2 separate regions of the Hordeum vulgare genome follow, and region 1 is linked to region 2. Evidence: chromatin contacts called from public Hi-C data. All regions are on one chromosome and are shown on one strand. The core of a region is the stretch at or near the end of the contact, and the rest is flanking DNA. Distances in the headings are between cores, read along the strand shown.

Region 1 (6,741 bases), core at 805-3,304, 330 kb after region 2:
AGCAGTTAGCAAGTTCTTACTACAGATCAATGAAAGAATGCTTGCAAACCCTATTAACAAACTGGCTGAGAGAAAATCCATTGCAAACCCTCTGCGGCCGGAGGGGTGCAGACTACCCTAGAACACCTGAACATGTACGTTTTTCCAGCCATAGAACATTGGGAATCATAAACAAAGAATCGCCAACTAACAAAGCATTAGAGTATCATATTTCTCTTAACTGAACAATAGGATCACTGCTATAACTATAGTCTTTAGGACGAAATTTAAAATAAACATTCTGGCTGAGAGAAAATCCATTGCATCTATTGTGTGATCACCTTCATGGTCTAGCATCTTCAAGCTTTCACGAACCTCAATGGAGATACCCATAACTCCTCCCTGAAACGGATGAAACACATAAGTTTTGCTAAACTGGGACATGGTATTAACCTTTTTTGCTTGATATTCTTCAAGATACAGCAAATCCAAAACACGTGAATTGTATGGTATTATTCCCTCTTATATAAATCTGTCATGAGTACTGCACATAGTTGGACATCGACAATACAATATATTGTTGATCATATTTTTTTGCATTAATCTACCGCGAAGCAACCCAACGAGGCCGCCATGATCTAGCAAGCCGCGCGCGCGGAAGGGCAGCAGCGGCGCGGATGATCCAGCAAGCCATCGCCGCGAGATGGAGCTTCTCCCATGTCTTGCCCAGGTTGATGATGTAGATGCCTAGGAACCACAAACAAGGAACAGACGCCTCAATTTTCTGTAAAGAAGATAATGCAAGAAGTGTAGGAAGTCTAAAATATAGCCAATGATGGAGTTGACCATTGAAGCAACATGTTTGAAAACAGATTTCTGGATATCTAGAGATCAAGTGAATGGAAATCTATGATAACTAAGCAAAAAAAAATTAACTTCTTGTTTCTAAATATTGTTATGAACCTTGCAAGACTTCTTTGCCCAGTTTTAGGGGATGCACAAGGTCTAATTTTGTGGCATCTCACACGAGGTAAATGCAGAACTATACTTTCTATTCCCATACCTTTTGTTACAACCATGTATATGCTCCAACCATCCCTGTTCATACATGTTGAGTTCCGTGTATCGGCTTCTGTGAGGCAGACAGAGTTTGGGGGCATGCATGTGACAATGGATCTATTCTATTGCTACGACTGAAGAAACATTTTAAAATTGAATAAAAATATATTTGAGAGGCTTATGTTTTGTTTTTGTTGTTTCAAACTACAGAGAACCTTGCATATTTTCTGGACACTGTTTACTCTTGGAAGTCCCCTCGTTATGTATTCTTAATCACTGTTGAACATTGATGATAGCCCTATATAGAGCCTTACATGTTTAGTTTGGGCAACATGCCTTCTGATGCTGTTACCTGAAATAACAATTGTAGAAGTGGCTATCTGATGCTGTTTTAGAATGCCCCAACGATCACTGATAAAGTTTCTGCATCAGGGTGGAAATGAAAGGAAATCACACATACTATTACAGAGCCTGACAGGCTAACACTCTAATTCGACAATGGAGGGAGTTGCATATCATCAGGTGATTTACCTTCCCTTTGGTGCTGGCGACATGGATGACCTTCATCCGCGCGATGGGCTCCTCCAGCTCGAGGATCTGAAGAACGAAATCCATCCGGATCAGACAAGAAAATCCACGCGATGCACACGAGGAGGAGGAGGAGGGTGGAGGGGAGGGACCTGGAGGTAGCGGTGCATGAGGTCCCACTAGTTGCCATGGTTGCTGGTGTGTGCTCGCACCTTCTGCGTGATTAGCGAGGAGAGCCGGACCAACACCTACTCGTACTCCCCCTCCGCCGCGCCACCTTCTGCGTGCCGCGCGGAAGCGGCGGCGGTGGAGGAGGACTCCATGGCGTGGGGGAGGAGGCGAGCGGGGAGAGGAGGAGGAGGAGGCGGCGGAGGGCTGCGAGAGGGGGGTGAAGCATGGGCGGCGCGCGGTGCCTGAGAGGAGAGAGCGTGGGACAGAGATATTTCCCCTAGTGGATGGGGTCGCGGCGTGGGGTGAGGCTGTGGGAGGATTTAGGGTTAGATGGGGGTTAAATACCCCCCCGGTTAGGTGGGCTGACTGGGGCTGGCCCAGTTTGGGCCAAATGGGTTTCTTTCTTTCTTTTTATTACATGTTTCTGTTTTTATTTCATTATTAAACAACTTTAGTTTTATAACAAATATGCCCGTGCGTTGCAATGGGTGACAAAAGTATTACGTTATAGCCAAATAAGTATGTCTCAATACCCCGACATATGAGCATCCTCTATTTTTGTACTTAACACGGTGGCCCATCATGTTGCCACTTATCTTTTCTTCCATCCTCGTCAATTATGGTCGTGGTTAAATTTTGTTGGTTGATGCCCACTATCTTTTTTCTGAAATGCATGGACAGTTTTTTACTTAGTCTATGAACTTTTTAAAATGGGGAATAAATTTTGAAATTCAATATTTTTTTAGTTTTTCTCAACGTTATTTTTACTTCATAGACATTTTCTTCAAATTCACTAATATGTTTTGGATAAATGGTCATTTTAAAAATTATGAACATTTTATATTTGCTGAATATATTTTTCAAAATTATGAATCATTTTATAACATGTGAACAATTTTTAAAAATCATCAATTTTTTAAACCGTGAACGTTTTATTATTTCTTGAACCTATGTTTCAATTCTGGAACATTCTATGGTTTCATGAACAATATTTTCCAGAACTCAAAAAATTGGAATTTTGAAAAATCATGAATTAGTTTAAAGAAGTACAAAATAAATGGTATAATAAAACATGGGCTGGCACATGAACTCGTGTTTGCTGCTATAAAAAGAGAAAATCAGTGTCTGTGTGATCAAGTTTTCTCGATTGATGTAAACATATTTCTTTTCTAAAATGCATGGACAGTTTTTTATTCGGTGAACTTTTTTTGAATCGATGATTTTTTTGTAAATGGGGAATGACTTGGGTATTTGATTTTTGAAAATTCATAGACATTGTGTGAATTATTTTATAATATGCAGACATTTTTTAAAATCATCAACATTTTTTGAATCCGTGAACATTTTCTAATTTTCTGAACCTTTGTTTTAATGTCCAAATATTCTATGATTTCATGAACATATTTTTCAAAACTAAAAAAATTGGAATTTTGGAAAATCATGTATTAATTTAAATAAAAAATATATTGAAATAATAAAACATGGGCTGGTCCATTAACCCATGTTTGCTGCTATATACAAAGAGAAATAATAGGGATGAAAAAATGTGTGCCTACAAGGCGTCGAACCTGGGCGTGTTGTGTGGAAGGCAGCCGCTCTAGCCACCAAACCGAGCGCGTGCTCATGATTTTTAGTTCTCATATCTTAATAACTGACCGCGACGACGACTTTGACAAAGAATTCTGAACCGTTTTTTTCACTTATGGGTGGCATAGTGGGTAATTTAAGCAAACTTTCAGGGTAATTTTAATAACGTACCAGAGAAGCAATAGGTGCTTTATCAATAGGTAAAGATGAGGGTGATCAAAGAAATAGAAATATCACTTTCTTCACAAAGTGCTATTCTGAACAGAATAGGCAAAATGAATATTGCAGAATTATTTTTGAACTATGGAAGGAAGGGTTTTCACATATTTGAGGAATATATGATCCAAAGTATTTATGAGATTTTTTCGAGAATTTTTGGAATGATAGAATAGTAGGTTGCTTCACAAACTAGGATGGGGTAGGATAGAATTGAACCACGAGTGACATGTCAACATAGTTAGAACATGTTACGACATTTTTATAATCGTCGTAAAAGTTATGACGATCTTATCTTATGCGGTTACGACATTTTTGACTCACATCGTCGTATTTTATATGTAGATTTGATCCCCTCAAACAGTTTACGACGATCTCGGATGAAATCCTCATAGATTTATGACGAATTCATCAACGACATCTTAAAAAACGTCATGTATGAGCATATTTCTTGTAGTGTTGTGGCTGACCCCTGTCTGGATCCTCCCGCACCCTACGGTCAAGGGCTCTTCGCGCCCGTGCACAAGTCTGGGGTACTAGAGACCCCAGTCTTTAGTTCATCGACAGGAGCCCCCGGGCCTGGGCCACACATGCGCGCGGAGCATTGTTGGGCCAGGCCCAAAGAGGTGTATGGGCCTTCGTGGCTGGATTTGCTGGCGGTTGCCTTTCGCCACGCCGCGCATCGGATGCGCGAAGTGGGAGGTCGTGCAAGGAGTGGACTCTCCGCCTCCTGAGACGCCTCTGCCACGCGCGTGGCATGCGCAGTCATTGATCGATAGGTGGCAGTCGAGGCCTTGAAAGGTGTAGTAGTGGCTGGGCCCGCCCGTGCATGCATTGGCGCATCAGGGCGGTTCTTTGTTCGGCCGTGAGCTCGAGCGATTGGTCATAGAGGGTGGTGGCTTCTGGAGTAAGGGACGCTAGCCCCTGTGCCCCGTTCTACAAATTGGGAGGGTTTGCGAGGGGTTTTGCTCACCCAACTCCCTTTGAATCGTCCAACTCCTCGATCTTGGTCTTCTAAGTCTTCTTCTGTCCGCTGGTGGTGCTTGTCCCTAACCATGGCTAGGGGACGGGGTCGGCCACCGTCTGCCGTGAGGGCAGCGAGGGGATCCCGCTCAGATCATGCCACAGCTTCTAGGGTGCCGTAGTGGAAGGTGGCCCGAACGCCCGTGGTGTAGGAAGGGCGAGGGGCCGAGGTCGCTACAGAGGTCGAGGCCGGGGGAGGCGGAGCGCTACTCCAACGCCTCCGCCTTACCCGGGGCTTGCTCCGGTGGCGGCCCATGCTGCCCACGTCGGAAGGAACCCGATGGAGTTCCTTGTCCAACTGTGAGGGCCCATTCGGTCCCGTCTTCGACTCCCTTGTGTCTTCGCCGAGGCAATGGACGGAGAGGGGGGGCCGACCCTGTGGCTCCGCATGCACGGCTGCGGTAATGGCGCCGCGCTGGTGGTTGCGTTGCGCACTGGGCCTTGGATCCTGTTCCTCGGCCGCGGGTGGAGAAGTTTCGCCCGGGCCCAGAACCTTTGGGATAGGCATGTTCTCCGCTTCAAGAAGGTGGCGGAGAACACACTCTCCGTCAAGCTATATGGGAGCTTGGGTGCGCGTCTCGGCTGCTGCGAAGAAAGCTCGAGCGGGACTAAAAGCCCTCCCACGCGTGGGAGTAGCGTGGGAGTATAAAGATCCATCAGCATGGAGCCTCTTCATGCAATTTATACCAACATGACTCAAGCGGCAGTGCCACAAGTAAGTGGTACTATCATCATTACCTCGTATCTTTTGGCACCAATATCATGAACATGTGTAACACTACGATCGAGATTCAATAAACCATTGAAGGTGATTATTCAAGCAAATAGAGTAACCATTATTCTCTTTAAATGAATAATCGTATTGCAATAAACACGATCCAATCATGTTCATGCTTAACGCAAGCACCAAATAACAATTATTTAGGTTTAACACCAATCCTGATGGTAGAGGGAGTGTGCGACGTTTGATCATATCAACCTTGGAAACACTTCCAACACGTATCGTCACCTCGCCTTTAGCTAGTCTCCGTTTATGTCGTAGCTTTCATTTCGTGTTACTAATCACTTAGCAATCGAACCGGTATCCAATACCCTCGTGCTACTAGGAGTACTAGTAAAGTACACATCAACATCATGTATATCAAATATACTTCTTTCGACTTTTGCCAGCCTTCTTATCTACCAAGTATCTAGAGTTGCTCCGCCTCAGTGACCGTTCCCCTCATAAGAGAAGCACTTAGTCCCGGGCTTGGGTTTAATCTCGACTCTCTTCATTAGTGCAGCAACTGCTTTGCCGTTTCACGAAGTATCCCTTCTAGCCCTTGCCTTTCTCGAAACTTAGTGGTTTTACTAACCATCAACTATTGATGCTCCTTCTTGATTTCTACTTTCGCAGTGTCAAACATCGCGAATCGCTCAAGGATCATTGTATCTATCCTTGATATGTTATAGTTCATCACGAAGCTCTCACAGCTTGGTGGCAGTGACTTTGGAGAACCATCACTATCTTATCTGGAAGATCAACTCCCACTTGATTCAAGCGATTGTCGTACTCAGATAATCTGAGCACACGCTCAACGATTGAGCTTTTCTCCTTTACTTGTGGACAAAGAATCTTGTCGGAGGTCTCATACCTCTTAACAAGGGCACAAGCATGAAATCACAATTTCATCTCTTTAGAACATCTCTTATGTTCCGTGACGTTTCAAAACGTCTTCGGCGCCTTGCTTCTAAGCCATTAAGTATTTTGTACTGAACTATCGTGTAGTCATCAGAAACGTGTATGTCAGATGTTCACAACATCTACAGACGACGCTCGAGGTGCAGCACATCGAGTGGTGCATTAAGGACATAAGCCTTCTGCGCAGCAACGAGGACAATCCTCGGTTTTACAGACTCAGTCTGCAAAGTTTGCTACTACCAACTTTCAACTAAATTTTCTCTAGGAACATATAAAAATAGTAGAGCTATAGCGCAAGCTGCATCGTAATTCGCAAATACCATTAGACTATGTTCATGACAATTAGTTCAATTAATCATATTACTTAAGAACTCCCACTCAAAAAGTACATCTCTCTAGTCATTTGAGTGGTACATGATCCAAATCCACTATCTCCAGTCCGATCATCACGTGAGTCGAGAATAGTTTCAGTGGTAAGCATCTCTATGCTAATCATA
Region 2 (7,254 bases), core at 698-3,197:
AAGAGATCAGGTCAAAACAATGGTCGAAGAACTCACTAGTCCTTATACTACATAAGTCGAAGGACAGTCAAACGAGCAATACTCAGAGAGCATATGGTGATGGTAATATATGGTACAGACATCATGCCCAATTGGTAAGCAACATAAGAGGATAGCTCATATTTACTTTCAGTTATGTTGGCAGCTACGCTATGCTAGAGGAATTTGATGTCCAGAGCATAACTTTCCTTATAGCTAGAGGTACTGATATCAAACTGAATGGTTGCATTGATCATAATTTCTTCTCTTCTACCAATTAGGTAAGAGAATAAACTACTCAATGATAGTGCAAGTCTTATGGTTCTAGATTATAGATGTACAAAGACTGATCATAATTTCTTCTCTTCTATCAATTAGGTAAGGGCCATAATGAAAGCATAGTTTACACAAATGTACAGAGAGAAAATGTACCAATTTAACTTACATGACAGTAGCCTATGCGAGGGTCAAAACATAATTAATCAAAGAGTCTATTGAATCAATTTAGCTTATGTGACGAGCTGATGGCAGCCTATACAAGAGACGGAAAACTACCATAGATAAGGTTGGTCTCTTAATGGATGCAATGTTATTAATCTCTCACTACACATTAAGAAGTAAGATGAAATGTAAACAAAATTAGACTCATCAATGACCAACCAATGTTGAACTCATAAAAATATAACTTGTTCATCAAGTCATGAAGTTACAAAATATACAGAAGGATCGATGCATGGGAATACTCAATCGGAAAGTTACTAGAGCAAACTACACAACTTTATTCAAAGAGCCATAAAGTGAAGGACAAGACTACCATGACATGTGATGGACAAAGGACTGGTCAGCTGACTAGTGATTACATGCATCGATGATACAATTAACCCCATAATCAAGATTCAATAAACAATATTTGATATCGGTACTGATATAGCAATTACAAGTTTTAACCCAGCAATAAACTGGATTTAATTGCTCAGATTTGAGCTTAGATGTCTAAAATATGAAGTGTTACTTTGTGCTACGCATATATACAATAGGCACCGATCCATGATCAAATAATAGTATGAAGTTGATCTGTCAAACATATTTTGGAGTAAAACAGGGTCAGGTGCATATTTTAGCAACAAACATGAGCAAGGCCGTGCCCGCAACGTCCATCGATCACTAATCCAACATATCACTTGCTGAGGCACACCAAGAGCATATCCCATTTTTACTCGAAAACAGATCCCGGAGAGAACGGCATACACGCGTTCCCTCGTACTACCAAGAAATATAGGAGCCTCAGCCACATCATGCGCACAACCTGTGTGATCAATCTTATTCTACACCTATTCGATTGTAAGAGATCAATTATATTTGACTAAACTATGGTTACTCCTAGAAAAAAGCTGCAGAAAGTAACCACAAAACCAAACACGTAAAATACGTCCGATAAGTGAGCAAACCCCAACCTCACACCTAAGCCACGCCCAATCAACCAGCAATCACGAAGCCGCCCCCTTGAACGACGCGAATCAAACCCCTCAAAAAGCGGTTCCCCTCTCTCGCACGTATCCCTTAATCACTGGGGAAACAAAACCACAGCTCAAGACCAAGAGAAGGATCACCTTGACGACGACGTCCCAGGGGTCGGGCCCCGACGCGAGGCCGTCGAACGGCGGCGCGCTCAGGCCGGACATGGCGGCAGAGAAACCCTGTGGGAGAGGCGGAGGACGCAGCGATCGTGTGGAGGAGCGGGTCAATCCTAGAGGAGACGAAGTTAGCGGCCGGAAACCTCGGACAGCGGCGGCGGCGTCGAGGGACGCGAGAGCTGCGTAGCCGTAAGCCGCAGCGGCGGTGGTGGTGGCGTGGGGGAGAGTGGCGATGTGCGGGTGCGGGCCAAGGCTCGGGTGCTAGAGTCCTCTTTTATCACGCCTTTTCCTTCGGTGCGAAGGATGGACACCGTTGGGGCAATTAAGTCGTGCCGGGTGGGGCCCAGGCGCCAGCGAGCGAGGCCTCGCACCGCCTGCCTGCGCGGGTACGAGGAGCTGAGTGTAAAACTGCCTAGGGGTTTCCTTTGGATTTCTGTGCGTACAGCGAGCGAGGCCTCGCACCGCCTGCCTGCGCGGGTACGAGGGAGCTGAGTGTAAAACTGCCTAGGGGTTTCCTTTGGATTTGTGTGCGTGGATTTCCTGTCAGACTTGTGAAGTAGAGGGTGAAAACGCATTTAACGCCTGTCCAGTGTCGCGTCGTGGGCTCCACGCGTGCGATCCATGTGTCAGCTGCAGGATACGGATAAGGGTTTCGAATTTTAACGTTATTTTAATTCTGCGGATCTTCTTTCTCCGCAATACGAGAGAACCTCTTGCCTCCTCGATCCGGCCCGATCCTCTGGGTCGATGACGAGTGGGCCCGCAATATAACCTTAGTCGGTCGGGATTCAATCGAGTGTTCTTTTTTTGTCTAATCGATTGATCCTATCAAAAAAGAAGTCATTCAGGCCTTGTTTGGTGCGCAGGGTTTGAGAAGGTTTGTAGGGGATTATTTTCGAGGGGATCAAAAACCACGCGATTTCGCGTATGTTCATTTAATGGACAGGGTTTGTGGTGAGCAAACCTCTTCAATCCTCTGTAATCCCCCTCGATTTTTTCCTACCCACGCGGCTCAGAAATCTTTTCTCATGGCTCACGGATTTAACAATTGAGGGGATTTGAAAGGATTGGGTGGAAGTAAGGGATTCACCCAATCCTCTGAAACCTCCCTACACAATCCTCCCCACCCCCTTCCTGCCAAACAAGGCCTTAATCCCCCTCGATTTCTTCCTACCCACGCGGCTGAGAAACCTTGTCTCATGGCTCAGGGATTTGGCAATTGAGGGGTCAGTGTAAATACCATACCTCATCCTAAGTCATCGAGGACGTGTTTGGTAGGCGCTGGGACTGGCCCGTGAAGCCTAGATAAACAAGGCCTGGTTGAGGTAAAACAGACACAAAACTAATATCTCCATTTAGTTTGGTTGTATGCATATACTCTTGCATGAGGTATCACTCTAGACATATTGTTTGGTTACCCATTTGTGTAAGCGCAAACATAGAGCGTAATGTTTGGTGGCATGCACCGGTTGTTATGTGGAAACATTTTGAACGCGGTGGTGAGGTTACGAGCATACAACGGCCTCAGGAAGAACACACATAACATAACATAATAGATATAGATATTGTGCCACAATTAAAACACACACATCAGTTTACACGCAAACCAGTTTGAGATGGAACTAAAAGCAGGGTGGGGCATGTCGGGTTGTCCTAAGGGTTCACGGCGAAGGTGTCGTTGTGTTTCCCGCACCTGGTCACCACTTCAATGACATCGATGACCTTCGGCATGTCGGGAGTGAGTAGCTTGAAGGTCATCATGAAGCCTATCTTGATTTGATGGACGGTGGCGAAGGTGGCCCAACCCTGATCGAGGGTGACCCTCCGTTCAACACATGAACGGTCACCCTCGAGGAGGAGTCAATGTTCGTCTTTAGCTTGAACTCATGTGACATTGACTCGAAGTGATTCGTGAAGTCCAACGACATAGGTATGGCCTCCAGCTGGGGGGCATAGTCACCTTGCGAAAGTTGGTTGGCCCTCCCACCTCATGGTAGTGGTCGTAGTTTTGGCGCTTGCCGCTCGAGGCTCTTCCAGCTCATCATCTTCCGTGCGAGGGCTCTGGACGGGCGTCACCTTTGCGGAAGGCACCACGTCCTTGCCCTTGTCTTGCCCCTTTGGTGGCACCACCTCCTTCCCCTTGCTCCACGTGTCGATCTGCATTGTGAAGAGGTTCAAACGGTCACGATCTGCAATATGAACATTGCAACATCGTCATTAAAACCTATCGCCCAGAACCCCTTTTATTTACCCAGCCTGACGGTCACCACTCCACCTATGTGTCACTCACTCTTCCTTCAACCCATCGCCATGAACTCCGACAACAAGTTGAACCCCAACCTCAACCCCAAGTCCCAACCCCATTCCCAACCCCTTCCCTTGGAGCATTGGATGAAGGGCATTCTTCCTAGGATGCTCGCTCGGTGACCGCACCAAGTTTGAGAACACCATGGCAGTGTGCTTAAACTTCAACAGCATGGACAAGCTGCACAAAGAATCAGACGATGTGGTGAAGAAGGCCACATCGAAGGAGTTGAAGACATTGATTCCTCACCCAGCGAAGGGCACTATGTCACTCGACATACTTCGTTGGACCATGAATTAGGCCGACTCTGGCGTTGCTGGATAGAGGGAAAAGTGGGCCAAGTACGGACAGTACCGACGTCCTCATGACCATCGTGCGGTAGTGTACTTCACCACAAACACTGTGGTGGTGCCGCTCGAGAAGGATCAAGAACTGGTGGCTATGGAGGTGGAAGAAAATGCGGTGGCCATGATTGTGAGGGCGCCAGAGCCAGGACACCAAGCATGCCCATCGAGATGGACTCCGACAAGGAAGAAGAGACGATGGTGCGGGTCGAGGAGAAGACCAAGAGAAAGTCCAAGGTCACCCGCCTCTCCAAGCGCCTCTGGGGTCCCCGAGGCTAAGATCTATGTGTATTGTGTAAGATGAACCCTAATCCCCATCCCTATTGTACTCAATCTGTATCAGGAACCTCCTATCTACCACTAGTCATGATGATGTTATGATACCCCGATTCCCCATTCCCCTAACGTGGATCAAACCTAAACTCGAATCGAATGCAAAGTAGTAGGTGCGGAGAGGGGGATTGCTTACCGCCATTGCCAACGTGTTTCGTCGTGGATGCCGATGAAGGTGGCCTGAGGTCGACTTGTTCTTCTTCAATCTACTGCATCCCCTCGCCGCTGTAGGTGAGTGGAGAGAGGGGAGAGTGGAGAGGGAGAGAGAGGAATGAGGGAAGATGAGTGTAATAACTACCACCGATTCGGGAAGCAATGTGGCTTCTCGAGGGTGGCTCCTCGCGGGCAGCCCCTGCCTCCCACGTGCCTCGCGAGGGCCTGGCTCATGAGAAACTGCCAATTCAAGCGTTCCTCGTGAGATAGACCCATAGCTGCTTTAAAGTTCATGCGATGCAGGCCCAATAGTGTATGATGGCAACCAATTAGCTCGTTTTCTCTCACACGGGCCTGGTTGGATCTTATGCGGGCAACCAAACGTGCCCCAAGATCTTAATAGGTCCATGTCTTGTCTTCCAACGCATGTCAACCCATCTGTGTTGGTTCTTGTCCTTCTTCCCACCCTCGTTGATGATATGTCTCCAACGTATCGATAATTTATAAAGTATTCATGCCATATTTACCTATGTTTATAATTTTGTATATGGCTTTTTATGCACTTTATATGATTTATTTACAACTAACCCGGACCGGTGTTGTTTTCAGCAGAATTATCGCGGTGGTCTTTTGTGTGCAGAAAACAAAAGTTCTTGGAATCGCCTGAAATTTTTTGACGATTTTTGGAATATATTAAAAATACGGAGCGAAGAACTGTCGGAGGGGGGCCACATGTTGGTGCCAAGCCAACAGGGCACGCCCACCGCCCTCCGCGCGCCCTGATGGCTCGAGACCACACTGTAAGGCAATTGAAGCCCTTCTTTCGCCGCAAGAAAGATGATAAAAATCCTCTCAAAATTTCAGCCCAATCGTAGTTACGGATCTCCAGATATTTTAAGAAATAGTGAAAAGCCAGAAAACAACAGCGAAACCGAGAAGAAAGCAGAGAGAGATCCAATCTCGGAGGGGCTCTCGCCCCTCCGGGCGCTATAGAGGCCAAGGACCAGAGGGGAGAGGCCATGGAGGAGGAATCCCAAGGGGGAGACTCTCTCCCCCACTCTTTCAGAGGCCTGACTCCTTGCTGATTGCGTTGGTTTCCCTCCAAGCTTAAAGGGTGATGTAGCACAACGATGACAACTATTTCCGTGAGTTATGAAACCAAGGTATCAATCCAGTAGGAAGATCCACAAGACTATGTAAGTAGCACCTGCACACAAATAGCAACTCCTCGCAACCCAACGCATGGACGGGTTATCAACCCCTCGTGGGTAAAGTAAGGTAGATTGATAGATGCAAATATGAGTGATAGCAAATAAAATGCAGCAAGGTATTTTGGTTTTTTTTATAATATAGTTCTGAAAATAAAAGAGCAAATAAAATAGACATGCGAATAGCAAAGTAGAGATTGCAAATAGATGATGTGAAGTAGACCCGGGGGGCGTAGGTTTCACTAGTGGCTTCTCTCGAGAAAATAACAAATGGTGGATATACAAATTACTATTGGGCAATTGATAAATGAGCAAATAATTATGACGATATTCAAGAGAATGATCAAGTATATAGGCATCACGTCTAAGACAAGTAGACCGACTTTTGCCTGGATCTACTTCTATTACTCCACACATCAACCGCTATCGAGCATGCATCTAGTGTATTGAGTTCATGGAGAAACAGAGTAATGCCTTAAGAACGATGACATGATGTAGACAAGATCTATTCATGTAGGAATAGACCTTGTCGTTTTCTCCTTGATAGCAACGATACATGCATGCCATGTTTATTTCTGTCACTAAGATTGAGCACCGCAAGATTGAACCCATCACAAAGCACCTCTTCCCATTGCAAAATAAAAGATCAAGTTGGCCAGACAAAAATCAAATATCAAAGAAGAAATATGAGGCTATAATAATCAAGCATGAATATGTTTTCATAGATTTAATCATAAACTCACAATTCATCGGATCCCAACAAACACACCGCAAAAGAAAGAGTTGCATCCCATTGATCTCCAAGTGACAATTGTATTGAGAAACAAAATGAGAGAGAAAGCCATCTAGCTACTGCTATGGACCCATAGGTCTGATATGAACTACTCACGCATCATCGAAGGAGCACCAATGGGGATGTTGAACCCCTTCGTGACCGTGTTTCTCTTAGGAACGAGCTCTAGATTGGATTTTGTGGCTTTTGGAACTTGCGGTGGCTGAAAAGATTTTCCGTCGACTCCTCTAGGGTTTTCTCAATATTGGGGTGTTTATAGAGCTCAGAGGGGGTGGAGGATACGGGTGAGGGGCCCACTAGAAACGAGGGCACGCTAGGGGCCCTGGGCGCGCCCTGGTGTCTAGTGGGTCGCCTCGGCCTCGTCTGCTCCTCATTCTTGGATCCCAAGTTTCCTTCTGGTCCAAAAAAATCTCCGTAAAGTTTTGTGGCATTTGGACGTCATCTTATATTGATTTTCTGCGAAGGA

Evidence for each region. Hi-C and Micro-C count contacts between places; a contact is called where the count stands out from the background.
Region 1: a Hi-C map of leaf shows a contact between it and region 2, with 4 times the contacts expected there. The contact joins the enhancer-like site here to the promoter of LOC123403910 in region 2. A contact is called at or near these places in 2 of 6 Hi-C or Micro-C datasets (leaf and an unstated tissue) and 1 of 1 datasets of contacts at active chromatin or transcription factors (embryo).

What each region holds. Positions count from the first base shown.
Region 1 is chr6H:326,419,162-326,425,902 of MorexV3_pseudomolecules_assembly, forward strand. No RefSeq gene overlaps it. Among protein-coding and RNA genes, the nearest start is that of LOC123403910, 330 kb to the left of the region's middle. Within about 2 kb of position 2,055, at least 2 of the 3 cell types and tissues checked have open chromatin away from gene starts, as enhancers often do. A contact at or near this core is called in leaf, where this site is marked.
Region 2 is chr6H:326,092,250-326,099,503 of MorexV3_pseudomolecules_assembly, forward strand. It overlaps LOC123403910 (protein NBR1 homolog), which reads right to left and starts at 1,948. Exons shown (of 7, transcript XM_045097820.1): 1 at 1,629-1,948. The coding sequence starts at 1,700.